2 separate regions of the Bos taurus genome follow, and region 2 is linked to region 1. The links are chromatin contacts, called in public Hi-C maps. All regions are on one chromosome and are shown on one strand. The core of a region is the stretch at or near the end of the contact, and the rest is flanking DNA. Distances in the headings are between cores, read along the strand shown.

What was found. Hi-C and Micro-C count contacts between places; a contact is called where the count stands out from the background.
Region 2: a contact with region 1 is called in a Hi-C map of an unstated tissue, with 2.3 times the contacts expected there. The contact joins the promoter of COTL1 here to the enhancer-like site in region 1. A contact is called at or near these places in 2 of 11 Hi-C or Micro-C datasets (skin fibroblasts and an unstated tissue).

Annotation. Positions count from the first base shown.
Region 1 is chr18:10,775,734-10,782,536 of ARS-UCD2.0, forward strand. It overlaps COTL1 (coactosin like F-actin binding protein 1), which reads right to left. Exons shown (of 4, transcript NM_001046593.1): 4 at 45-1,314. The coding sequence ends at 1,204. Among named protein-coding and RNA genes, the nearest start is that of COTL1, 41 kb to the right of the region's middle. Within about 2 kb of position 4,243, at least 21 of the 102 cell types and tissues checked have an H3K27ac peak or open chromatin away from gene starts, as enhancers often do.
Region 2 is chr18:10,815,770-10,822,572 of ARS-UCD2.0, forward strand. It overlaps COTL1 (coactosin like F-actin binding protein 1), which reads right to left and starts at 4,355. Exons shown (of 4, transcript NM_001046593.1): 1 at 4,109-4,355; 2 at 3,758-3,840. The coding sequence starts at 4,185.

The DNA of each region.
Region 1 (6,803 bases), core at 2,993-5,492:
TCCAGGAAAGAGAGAAGCTTTATAACACCAATCACACAGCCTTGTTTTTTGAAAAACAAAAAAACTGTTTATTTCTGTAAACCATTTTGAGTGTGGATGCTCTTGACGACCCCAACGCAGCACAGACTTCCCCCAACGAAATGAGCAAGGAAAAGAGAAAAAGAACGCTACCAAACGTGCTCATGAACAACCAAGCCAATCGCATCTTTCTTTGACAAAAAAGGAAATCCTTGGGCCGCTCTGATGCCACCGAGGATTACACCCACAGACTCTCTGGTCCCTCGAGGGCGGGGCTCCCGCCGCACACGCTCTGTCCCCTGCTCTGTTTGCTGACTGGCTGGACCTCAGTTCCCATCCCACACCCCGGGCCTCTCTCCCTAACATCCTCATCACTTGGAGAGCCCGGGACGTGACCCCTGAAAGACTCCTCCTGTTGAATCTGGACTTAGACCTTTGCCCCCCACTCCACAACATCGTGAGATTTCCATCAAGAGGGTGGGAACGGGCCACTTCAGACCGATGGCAAAGCCAGGCAACTTTTAAGGCAAATATTCTCTCTTCTCTTCTGGTCTGAGTCAGGCCTGCGCTTCTCTCCATCGAGCACCATCTCGGATGGGCATGGAGCTTAGGCAACTTGGAATGGGGGGGATGGGGGGGGACCCTGGAGCGACTCTCAGGAGCATGAGCCTGGCCAGCGGGATGCATGTGTGCTTGTAAAGGCCGCTGTTGAGGGCACGGCTCCCGGCACAGCCGTTGCCTCAGCGGGAAGCAGGCAGGCGCCAAGGAGAACCGAGATAGCAGCGTGACCCAGGTGCCAGAAGCGACACAAGGTTGGTGGGTGAAGCCGGACAGGCTGCTTGTGCGTCAGAGAAATATCAGGAAAGGGTCACCGCAGGAGGCGCCTCTGATCTGATGATGTGCGTGACCTTGGCATCAAAATGATTTTTCTTTAGAATAAGAAAGAAGGGCGGGGAGAAAGAATAAAAGAGAAAAGAAAGATGTTCAATGAGCTTCAGGGTCTAGGACACAGCAGGTGCACAAGGGAAGTGGGGAGGGGAGCTGGATTTTGGACGGGGTGGTGGGCGTCGCCTCTCATCGCGTCTCCTCTCCCTGGTGGGCTGGTGGGCTGGTAGCTGAGGCTGTGGCCCCCTCCCCTGGGGAGCAGGCAGATGACTTTGGCAAGGGGCGGGGTGTGCGGGGGGGTTACTCCGTCTGGGCATCGTAATTGGCTCCACCCGCCTTCTTGAGCTCATTCTTGATGAAATCTTCCTCCAGCTCCTTCCGATCACTGATCACAAACTCTTTGGCGAAATTCTGCAGGAACAAAACAAAACACAGAGTTCCCGTTAAAAGAGAGGGGACGGGATGTGAGTGTTGCTCAGGCAACACACCAGGAAGTCTTGGCAACTAAAATACTAAGAAATGATCAAAACGAAAATCTGGGGGCAGAACGGTTCTGCAGAGGGATAAAACAAAAACGTGGCCAGAGACCAGGAAATCAGAGATCCCGAGAGCACGCAGAAAGGCCAGGGTCAGGTCTGGGTTCAGATTCTGGCTCTGTCGTTTTCCAACTGTGTGGCCTTGAGCAAGTTCCTTCAACGCTCCGTGCCTCCACTTCCTCATCTGAAAACCCATCTTGTTAGGAGAATAACAGAAGAGGAGGTTGGAAAGGTAGGCTGGTCTACTGGCCAATGTTTAATACCAGGCTCTCTCACAGAAGGGGTTAGGGGTGGATGGTAGCCTTCCACCCATTTCCAAGGCTGGCATAAATCTCCCCACATTGGCTGATTACAAACTACCAACGGGGGCTTGTAAGTGGAGCTGGGAAGAGACTCATGACTGGCTGTCGTCAGCTGGTACAAGGTCGCTTCAGACACTCCTGTGAAGTGAGGCCTCTGGTCCTAGGTCTGAGTGATCAGCCCAGACACTGGGTGCAGTGAAGGCTGTACAGGGCTCTCCAGCCACACTCAGTTACATGAAGGTGGAGGAACTGCTTGCATTCACTCAACAAACACGGTGCCATGAGATGGGGCTGTGGTGATGAGCCAAACGGCCATAGCTGCTGTGGTATGCATGTGCCCACCATAAAAGCCCGAAGACCCAGCACACACGAGGTGCTCGCAAATGTGTGTGGCTTGAATGAGGGAAGCGGGTGATCTAAGCCATGAAGAGTCAACAGGTATTTGAATACATGCATTATAAAACTGCCATAAGGAAAATGTCAGGATGGTGACAGGTAAGAATACGGAGAAGTTACCAATATACGAATAACACGTCTGAAGGCCAGAACATCATCCACGTTAAAAAAAAGAGTCCGTGAGGAAATAATGTAAACGGTGACCACTGTATACAAAGGGCCTAAGTGACCAGGCAGTGCCACACATTAACAAACTTAATTCTTAAAACCTTTTAGCATGACTCGGCGATTCTACTCCCAGGTAGCTACCCTACAGAAATGAAAGCGTATGTCCACACAAACACTTGTAATCACAAACATTCATGGCAACGTTATTCATAACAGTCAAAAAGTGGAAACTACTCAAATGCCCATCAACACATGAAAGGGTAAACAAAATAGGGTCTATCCATATGATGGAATGCTGCTGCTGCCGCCGCTAAGTCGCTTCAGTCGTGTCCGACTCTGTGCGACCCCAGAGACGGCAGCCCACCAGGCTCCCCCGTCCCTGGGATTCTCCAGGCAAGAGTACTGGAGTGGGTTGCCATTTCCTTCTCCAATGCATGAAAGTGAAAACTGAAAGTGAAGTCGCTGTCATGTCCGACTCTTAACGACCCCACAGACTGTAGCCCACCAGGCTCCTCTGCCCATGGGATTTTCCAGGCAAGAGTACTGGAGTGGGTTGCCATTGCCTTCTCCAATGGAATATTACTCAGTCATAAAAAGGAGTGAGGTGCTGATTCAGGCTACAACAGGGATGAACCTTAAAACCATTATGCTCAAAAAAAAAAAGAACGAACCATTACGCTCAGTGAGAGAAGCCGGACGTGAAAGACCACATATTGTGTGATTCCGTTTATATGAAAGGTCTAGAAAAGGCAAACCCAGAGAGACAAAAGGAGCTAGAGACTGGAGCAGAAAAAGATGGAAATGCTCGGAAATTGAATGGCAATAATAGTTGCACAACCCTGTAAATTTACTAAAAATAACTGAACTGGAGACTTAGGGTGAGTTAATTTTGTGGCGTGTAAATTATATCATAATAAAGCTGCTTTAAAAACAAATCCTGTAATATATTAATAATCAATATTATTTCCATTGTGAAGATGACAAAACAAAGGCTGGAGATAACAACAGTTGCCCAAAGTCACATGGCTAGCAGGTACAGCTGACTCTAAAGCTGGCCTTCTTCTTTTTATTTTACTTTTGGCTGCACTGGGTCCTCGTTGCTGGGCACGGGCTTCTCACTGCGGTGGCTCCTCTCGTTGCAGAGCACAGGCTCTAGGCGCACAGGCTCAGTAGCTGGGGCGCAGGGACTTAGTTGCTCCACAGCAAGTGGAATCTTCCTGGACCAGGGATCAAACCCACGCCCCCCGCATTCGCAGACGGATTCCTTTCCCCTGCACCACGATGGAAGTCCTGAAGCTGGCCTTCTTAAAAGTGTCACCATCTCCTTTAGGAGTGATGAAAGTATTTTGGAACTGGATACAGGTAGTCTGTACAACACTGTGGAGGTACTAAATGCCACTGAATTGTATAGTCTTTAATGGTGGTTAATTTTATGGTATGTGAGTTTCACCTCGATTTTTAAAAGAGGGAGAAAGAAACAAAAAAGAATAAACCAGAAACAACCTCAAGGTCAAGTTGCACAATATTAAGACAAAACATGCCAAGCCACCAAGAATACTAACAGGAAGGAGGAAAGGGGAGGTTAATGTTTATCAAGCAACTAATAGGTGCCAGGTGCAGCCTCACACATTTTCTCGGTTATCCTCCTTCAGTATATTAGCTTTTTTTTTTGTTTTTAAAGATAAGTTCCACGGGCTGGACTTGGAGACATTGTGTAATCAGCCCAGATGACTAAATATCCTTTTCTATTCCCAGTCTGCCATGCTGTGCTGCTAAGGGTCTGTGTAAGTCATCAGCACAGAGTGAACACAGCAGAACGGCAGAGCCAGAAAGGGGAACCCAGAAAAAAATAAGGTGTTTCTCAACCTGAGCCCCAGCAGCAGGGGGAGGGGCGAAGAGCAAACCCGGAGGAGGAAGCCCCACAGCTCAAGATGCCTACAGAAGGAAGTCCAAAGTTCCTCTGCCCCGTGATAGCTATATATGGCTATCTAGAGAAACAAGAACACTCGCGCTTGTGTCTGTTAGCCATTAGACAACCTAGATTAAGAAGAGGTTTGATAAGGTCTAAGAAATCCACAGTGCAAGTGGACACAGCACCGTCCCCCTTAAAACCACAAGTATATGGGAAATCGAATCATAGCTAAAGGAGCAAGCCAGGGTAGCAGGACCCAGTGAAATACAGTATAACAATAAATGTAAATGAACAAAATTACGTTAAAAAAAATCTACGTCTCAAACTGCAAAAATAAAACTCAAACCCTATACATTTGGGAATTTGAGACATGCTTAAAACCAAAATTTTTTGACACGTTTGCCAAAACCAATTCTTTCGAACCAAAGTACAGAGACAAGCAGCCTCATCTGTCCCTACTATTGGAATCAACCCCCTCCCTCCAGAGGGCAGACAGGAAGTGGCCGGCCACATAGAGGTGGTCCTGGCGGGCCTGGAGGGGCTCTCCCACCACAGGATGTTGGGGTGGAGTTTGTGGAAGGCAGAGGCTTCAAAAAGGTGAGATCCCCTCAGGGTGTGGACTCCACAAAAAGTCCCCCAAAGGTCTGAGTCAACCTAAACTCAACCCCAAATGACTGTACATTTCTCCACCTCCGTTCCTTCCAGGGTCCTCACAGAGCGGGCATTCAACATGGCAAGGGAGGCGCCACCACCTCTGGGGAGTGGCCTTAAATGTCAGCTTTCAAAAACAGGCAGAAACAGCAAAAATGATTCTGTGGACAGCCAGACCTCAATGTAGGAGCAAAGCCCACGACCTGAGGGGCCTGCAAGGACTCGCCCACACTGAAAACCACAAAGAACACGTCTACAGAAAGCAGGCCCCCCCGCCCCGGCCCTGCCATGCGCACACCCTGGACTCTCAACCGCAGTCCCTGGCACCCTCCAGGTACCACCAACACCTCCCGGAGAAGAGGCAGGCCACACGGAGGCTGCAAGCGGCAGGGCGCAAGTCCTTGCGGAAAGGAAAACAGCACGGCCCAGAGCAACGCTAACACATAGGGAATCGTAAATTTGCTAGAAGCCACACCGAAACAAGTGATTTTGTTCTCCATACTTAATCTCAAAAAGCCAGTGCACTCAGCACACAGCAGTGTGACAAGCCAGGCTTTCCACGCTCTGCGGCCACACATGGCCAGTGGCAGTCCAGGTCCAGAGAGAACAGGAAAGAGCCTGAAGGAATGACGTGCTCAGGGACTTCCCCGGTGGTCCAGTGGCTAAGACTACACGCTCCCAGTTCAGGGGACCTGGGTTCGTTCCCTGGTCAGGAAACTAGATCCCACATGCCACAGCTACGAGTTCGAATGTTGTGACTTAAGATCTCGTGAGCTGCAGCTGAGACCAGAGCAGCTGAAAGAATAAATAATGAAATACGTACGGCTGAGTTCCTTTGCCATGCACCTGAAACTATCAACATTGTTAATCGGCTACCCTTCAATATAAAATAAAAAGTTAAAAAAACAAAAAAGAATAATGTGCTCAGTCAAGCAGACACATTAATCATAAAATATCAGAGCTGATCTGGGTCGGGGGGAGGAGAGCCTTCCAGGGCAGGAGTGGGTGGCTGCTGGATCCATGTCTTGATCTGGACGGTAGTTTCATAGGTGTGTACAAAAATTCCAAATTTTAGAATTCATAAATTCATCAAACTGTACACCTTAGATATATGTGTTCTCCTCTATGTGTACCTTGGTTAACCAAAGAAAGTCAGGGTGAGGGAGTATTGAGCTGAAAGAGCCTTTGACACTCTGACATTCACCCCCTCATTTGATAGAGAATAAGGAAGAGACCCAGAGAGGGGGAGTGATTCGTCCCAGGGAACACAGCAGCATCACACTGGGGCCCCGGGGATAGGCCCTCTCGCCTCGACATACTACCCGGTGGGCTGCGCGTCCCTCCCACGCCAGCAGCCATCACATCCTTCAGGCTGCCAGAGCCACATGCCAAGGACTTCAAAGCAACACGGGCTGGCCTGGGGGCACTGTGACCTAGAGTTCTAGAAAGATCTTTGTCATGTCTGGGAACTCGGTGTCCCTGGCTGACAGCCTGCAGACAGGGTCTCTCCCTTTTCTGCCAGGGCAGGACTTCTCAAAGGAAGACACCTCATCCAGCTAACCAGGACTCCTAGATGGCTTGCAGACACACACTGAGCAAATTCAGGACACATTCTGTCCCCGGGATGTTTCTCAAGAGCATTTAAGCTCATGCTTCAAAGACAGAGGATGGACATCGGTCTGCTTCCAAGGCGGGCAACTCTAGAGAAGGACAAGGATTAGGAAGTGGTGCTCTATATACAGTCAAGAATCTATTTGCAAGGCTGGTCTAAAAAGTGCGTATTATAGTTTCCCATCCTTGGTTTTAAATCATCTCACTTTTATTACTTTTGAAATACTATTTATTTGGCTATGCTGGTCTTAGTTGCAGCAGTCGGGATCTTCGGATCTTCTTTGCAGTATGTGGGTTCTTTAGCTGCGTCATGCAAGCTCTTAG
Region 2 (6,803 bases), core at 3,105-5,604, 40 kb after region 1:
TCTTCCCTTAGGAACCCACCCTCCCCGACTCCACCTGCTGGTTTGGTGGGGCTACCCCTCCCCCACTGTCTCCTGGTTTGGTGGGGGGTGCCCCTCCCCCACTCCAGGCATGGGCACTGATCCAGGTATAGACAGCCAGAATTGCAGGGATTAGTTCACATGCGCACATGAACCCAGTCAGAGTCTCTCAGTCTGGAGACTTCTGCGGAAATCGGAAATCCGTGGCAGTCGGTCTCTCTCTCCTCCCCAAAGCCTGGAAGCTGGGTGGTTAGAGGTTATCTCGTCACTGCTCAGGGAGAACTTGCCCTCCTGCCCCCAAGACAGGCGATCAAGGAGGAAAACAGGGCTGGGGGAGGGGGGTGAGTTCGGACAGCCATATCTGCAGCTAGTACTTTACCTGGACTTTCCAACCACAGAAGCTAAGACTGATTTCTTTTCTTCGGGGGTGAGGGAGTAGGAAGTTTACTGCACTGGGCTCCTTTCACTGCACCTGACAGATCTCTAACCATCCCACACGGACTGAAGTTTGGGGTGAGAAGTAAGAGCAGAAGCGGTGATGGAGCGGTCAGTACAGAAGGAAGGGGCCAGGTGAGGCCGGCACCAGAAGAGCCAGTGTGGGGCCCAGAGGGCTCCAGATCCTGTCAGCAAGAAACAGGAGGACAAGGGCGGCCCAGCGACCTTCCAGTTCATGACCTTCAGGAACCAGTGCCTGGGGACAAGGACAGGCCAGCCTGGGGGGCGGAGGAGGGGTGACAGGGAGAGGCTTAATGGGAGATTCCATTCCGAAGAAGAACCGGTGGGGGGGGCGGTGGGGGGGGGCGGGGTGCAGAGGACGGAAGAAAGATAGTAGCCAGAGGGCAAAGGAGGGGCGAAAGAGGGCATTTCAGAGCAAGGATGGGGGGCAGGGCGAGGATATCAAGGAGGAGAGAAAGCCCACAGTGGGGGTGGGGGGCCCTCCAAGCCCCTCGTTCCCCCAGGGCAGACGGAGGAGCGACCAGGCACTGTTTTTAGGCTCCCAGGTCCCCTGTGACCTTGTGAGAGCTTTGGAAATAGGAAGGCTATGCCAGACCAGGAGCACTAGACCCTCCGGCTTGTCAGGACACCTGGCCAGAGATGAGGGCCACGGAGAGGCCTCCCTGCATCACAGGAGTGGGCGAACGTGTCTTCTGTAACTGCCAACAATCCCACCAGCCCCGACCAGAACCTGCTGTACAGCAAAGATGCTCCACGACTCAGGAATGAGCTTCTAAACCACTTTCTTAGTGAGAAGAGGTCAAGAGCACAGGCCTCAAAGCCACTCTGCCCGGGTTCAAGGCCCCGGGCCTGCCACGACCTTGCTGTGACTTGCAGGCAAGTCACTTAACCTCTCTGGGACTCCGTTTCCCCACCTACGTACGGAAGGGAAGCAAGCTCAGAAACGGAGACAAGGTGTGCCCAGTGCAGTGACTTGCGTGTAGAAAGCTACTAGTCAGCGTTCCGAACCCTTGGTCACTGAGTTAGGAGGACGCGGTGGCATGATAGAACAGGCTTTCCTAAGACAAACAAGAGCAGGCACGGCAACCACAGCTTGCCTATGCATTTGTCCAACAGACGGCTGGGGAAGGAAGGCGGACTTCCAGCCAGAGCAGACGGAGCCTTCAGATCCTACGGCCCATTCATAAGCTCAACAAGCAGCAGGGAAAGCATTTTTAGCTCTCCCACCAGGCCCTCCCCACTGCCATCCCTATTATTGGGGGAAGGAAGCCCCAGGGAGGGAGGAAGTGTTCTCTGACCACAGCCTCCCCAATTCAGAATCCACTCACAGGATGCTCTTTATTCCCGGGGTCACCTTCTCCTACTCAATGGACAGAACAATAGCTTCAGAAGCTGGGGGGTGGGTGGGAGGAGAAGACCCCAGTCTGATGGCAGGGGGTGGGGATGATGGATGGCTAGCAGGAGGAAACTGCTACTTTACTGTCCAGAGAGGAAGGAAGCTGGCTTGTGAGAAAAGCTCAGAGCCGGCAAGGCAAAAAATACTGCTGAGCCTCCCAGTTATACACCAAACCCCAGGAGGCTGCACTTACTCCACTTGTGAAAGCAGGCATCATGGTGGTGAAAGGACAGAGGTGGCTGAGAGACAGGGTTCCTGAGTCAGGGGCCTGGCTTTCAATCCTGGCCCCATGCACCTCAATAGATGTGAGTTATGATAGTATTTTACACATCTGCTTTTAAACAAAGGGTTCCTCAGATGGCTCAGTGGTACAGAATCCGCCTGCCAATGCAGGAGACTTGGGTTCCATCCCTGGGTCGGGAAGATCCCCTGGAGAAGGAAATGACAACCCACTCTAGTATTCTTGCCTAGGAAATTGCACAGACAGAGGAGCCTACAGGCAGGCTACAGTCCATGGGGTCACAAAAGAGTTGGACACGACTTAACTAAACAACAACATTTTAAACAATCCTGTCCAAAAGCAGTGAGTGAAGGTCTAGAGGTAGCTCTGGGAGATGTTTTAGTTGGGAGATTTTTTTTGTGTGGGGGGGATGGTAAATCTCAGTACCACCCAGCCCACAGCAGACACTTTATAGATATTCTTTGAATTAGAATAAATTCAAAATAGTCCTTTGAATAAAGGAAAGGGGCTGTTGCATGATCTTGAGCATAGTGTTGTATTTTTTATTTATTTCACAAATGACCATGTCATCTGTACAGGCACTGACTCACCTATCTTTTCGACAGCCCTCTAAGATTACAGGGGAGGAAACCAAGGCCCCAAGAGATTAAGTAACTTGCCCCAAACCACACAGCTAGAAAGTGGCCACAAGGGGATTCAAACCTACCTTGCTGACTCTAGGTCCCCACCCTAACTTTCAGGCCGTACTGCCTTTGTCTGAAAATATCTATTTCCAAGCTAGAGCCCAGAGCCCAGAAAAAGAGCCCATCCTCCAAGCTTAGCTTTAAAGGGCCTTATTACCAGTGATGCTGGGCCTTTTGCTTCAGTGGTGTGTGTTGGGGGGCAAGGATTGGAGGTTGTGGTTGTACATGCATGTGTTTTTTCCACTTACTGGTTCAAGACAACCCAGGGAAAGGCACAAAGTTTACAAATCCTAAAGATTTTGCTTGAAAGATTTCTTATATGTACACACCTGTGTAACTGCCTCCCAAATCAAAATACAGAATATTCCCAACCCCTTGAGACCCCACCCCACCTTCCATATGCCTCCCCCCAGTCAGTGGCTAGCCCGACCACTTTTCTGACTTTTCACGCTACAGATTAGCTTTGCCTTTTCTAAAATTTCACATAAATGGGATCATATGGTATGTACGCTTTCATATTCTGCTCTATATTCTATGAACAAAAACACATCACCAGCACATGGACAATGATTGCAGCAGAAAGGAGAGGGCTGTCGCTAACCATTTCTTTCTCCTTCAATAAGCACCAGGATTGTTTTTATTTTGGCTCTCTGACTAATGAAAGGGGAAACCCGGGAGGGCTGGACCCTGGAGTTTGGAACTCCATGAGTTAACGGTGGAAAGCTAGTGACCATGGGGGCAAAGGAGCTGTCCCGCCTGAAAAGGTTACTGTGAGAGGGAGGAGGCTGCCGGTCACCTCTGGTTGTTCTGGATGCCCAGAGGAGAGAAGGCTTGTGGAGGCTTTCGAACGCTCCAATCTGGTTCCTCCAGCGCTGGGGGCGCCCAGAGTGGCCTCAGACTCCTCCCTAGCATTGACCTTGTTCCAAAAGACCGGGAGTCCCCCCAGAAGGCGCGTCTCCCTACCTGTGCACTGTTGGATGAAGTCCTGATATTCCGCTCCCTGCTCGCCGGGGACGATGGTGGAGCCGTCATATTTAAAAGTCACCCTTTGGATTGGGAGAAGAGAAAAACACACACATACACATACACATCAACGTTGGTGCCTGAACGGTGCCGAGCTTCCACAGAACAATCTAAAAGATGCTCTGGCTAGCGAAAAGCCAGCGCTGGCTTTCCACGCTGTCCCGGGTTAAGACTGTGGGGAGACCGCACGGGGATGACCCTTAATCCGTCCCGTCTGGAAGACGGCTCAGCGCACCAGGCCCCTTGTGAGCTCAGGCAGCGGGGCTCGAAGAGCAATGCAAAGTTCCTCACCAGATGACGGCCGAGCTGTCGTCGCGCACCAGGTTGTACGCCGTTCGGCAAGCCTCTTTGTCGATCTTGGTGGCCATCGCCGCGGGGCCGCAGTGGGGATACTGTGCTCGCAGCGACAGAAGAGCGCGCTTGGGGCGGGCTGCAGGGAGCGGAGCGGAGCGGGGCGGGGACGCGCGGAAGGCGGGCGGGCAAGCGGGCGGGCGGGCAGCTGGCGACAGCAGCGAGAGAAGGAGAGCTCCGAGCTCCGAGAGCGGCGGTGGCTCCGAGTGCGCTAGGAAAGCGAGCTAGACCCAGGCCACGCAGCCCCGCCCCCCTTCGCCCATTGGCCTCCGAGGACGCATTACGCCCCACCCCCTATCGCTATTGGTCACAGAGCGTGTCGGGGCGTGGCGTCTTTACCCGCCAGCGACCAATCCCAGCCCGAGTGGGTTGCGCAACCCTGAGAAGGGGGCTGGAGAGAGGGGCTTTTTCTCCCTCCTCCCCTCTTCTTCTCCCTCCCCGCTCTTCTCCTCCCTCCTCCTCTTCTTTTCTCCCTCCCCCAACCCTTTCTTGTTCTTCCACTCCCCTAACTCCTCCCCCATTTCCTCCTCCCCAAGCCCTGTTTCTCCTTTCCCTCTCTCTACTCCCTCTCCCTCCTCCCTTCTTGAGTCTCCCTCCTCATTCACTGCCCGCTCCTCGCCTCACCTCCTCCCCTTGCTCTTCCCACTTCCCTAACCCCTTCTCCCTCCTTCCTCCCTATTCCCACCTCCCCTCCCTTCCCTCATCTCCTACCCCAGCCTCCCCTAGTCCTCCTTATTCCCCCAAACAACAACTCCGTTTACCTCCTCCCTATTCCTTGTCTTCAAGCTCTTGTCCTCTCGCCTCCTCTCTCTCTCACTTTGCACCCCCCCCTCCTCCCTATCCCTTCCTCTACCTCCCTCCTCCCCACCAGGGCTCCTGGGCTGCAGAGCTCCACAGGGAAGCTCCACATGGGTGACTTACTGCATCAAACTGCCCTGGCCCAGTGTTGGGCTCCGTGGTTTCTAGGTAGGGAGAAATTGGAAAGAAGTAAGATTGTTAGATAGGAGGGGATAGAAAGTGGACTGCTTCCAAAACACTGGTGGGGTCACTGTTTACTTTACGCTCTGGTTATTTGCATTCACATCTTATCTCCCCCTTTGGGTTCCACTGAGGGCAGGAGCTGACTCATTCTGTCTTCTTCCTTCCCTCACTGACTCAGTCATTCATTCCCTCCTGCAATCATTCCACAAAGACCAGTTACAGGGTTCAGGCAAGTAAAAAGGCTGGACCCCCCAAGACCCGGCTCTTGAATCGCATCCAGTGTTGCCTCTTTTTAACTGTAGGCCTTTGGACAAGCCTCAGAAACTCTCTGATTACCTTCCTCCAATGGAATAGTAATAGTACCGACCACTTTAGATTCGAACATAACTTAGCGACTAAACAACAACTACAACTGACATCATAGGTTTGCTTTATGGTTCATGTTTAATGAAACTTGTCAACAAATATGTTAGACATTCAACAAAAGATCATTGTTGTTGGTTATCAACTAAAATAAATCGTAAATAGAAACCCCAAAGGTCAGGGACAATGTTCAATTAATAATAAAATTAATTCTTAATGGTAAACAAACAAAAATCAATCGAGCATTGAACAGGCACATGGGGGAAGGTGAGTGGGGAAAGTAGGAGCTGGTATTGCTATAAATTAAAAGGCAAAAACAAAGAAATTCCAGTTGGATGCAGCTCAAAGCAGCTCCTACCTTACTCCCTGATGAAGATAATGGGATAATTAGTTATTAGAAAGCAAGCCAAAGATGGAGCCATACCTCACACCGCAGATCAAGGTAAATTCCAAAAGGATCAAAGATTTGCCTGTAAATAAAGGAAACCACAAAAGTGTCATAAGAACACATGGGAAGCTTCCTTTATAAGATTGGAATGGGAAACCAAACTAACCGTGACTCAAAATCCAAAAGCCATAACGAAAGATAGTTACATTCAGATATGTAAAAAGTCTTCTTCGAGGGGAAAAAAAAGAAAACAAAACAAGGCAGCAGAGCAGTAGAAAGTATTTGCAACTCAAATCAGGAAGAAGGTACCTCGCTGACATATAGAGAAACCAACCTAGGAAAAAGAGGGAATTCCCTGGCAGTCCAGCGCTTAGGACTCCATGCTTCCACTCCTGGGGAGGTGAGGAGGGTTGGGTTTGGGGAACTAAGATCTTGCAAGCCCTGTCGCACAGCCAGAGAGAAGGGAGAAAAAAGAAAAGTGAGCACAGGATATGACCAGACAGGTCAGAAGGCTCTTAAACAATGAGAAGATGCTCAGTCTCAAGCCCTAATAAGAGAAATGCAAATTGAAGCAAAACTGAGATAACTTAAAAAAAAAAAAACTAACAGTTTAGCAAAAAAGCAAAATTTGACAAGCATGCTTTGTTGGTGAAGCCATGAAGACTCAGGCCATCTCATACAAGCTGGTGGGAGTGCAAGTTAGCACAACCAGGCATGGAAGCCACTTGTCAATATCTAGCAACGTTGCAAATCTCTGTGCTCTTGGCCAGTTTCCCCTAGAAACATCAACAGGACATAGGGCGGCCTGTGTGCCTTGGTCCCACACTCAGAGATTCTGATGTAGTTCATCTGAAGTATGACTTAAGGGCTGGGATTTTTAAAATCCCCTTTCATCATTTTCAT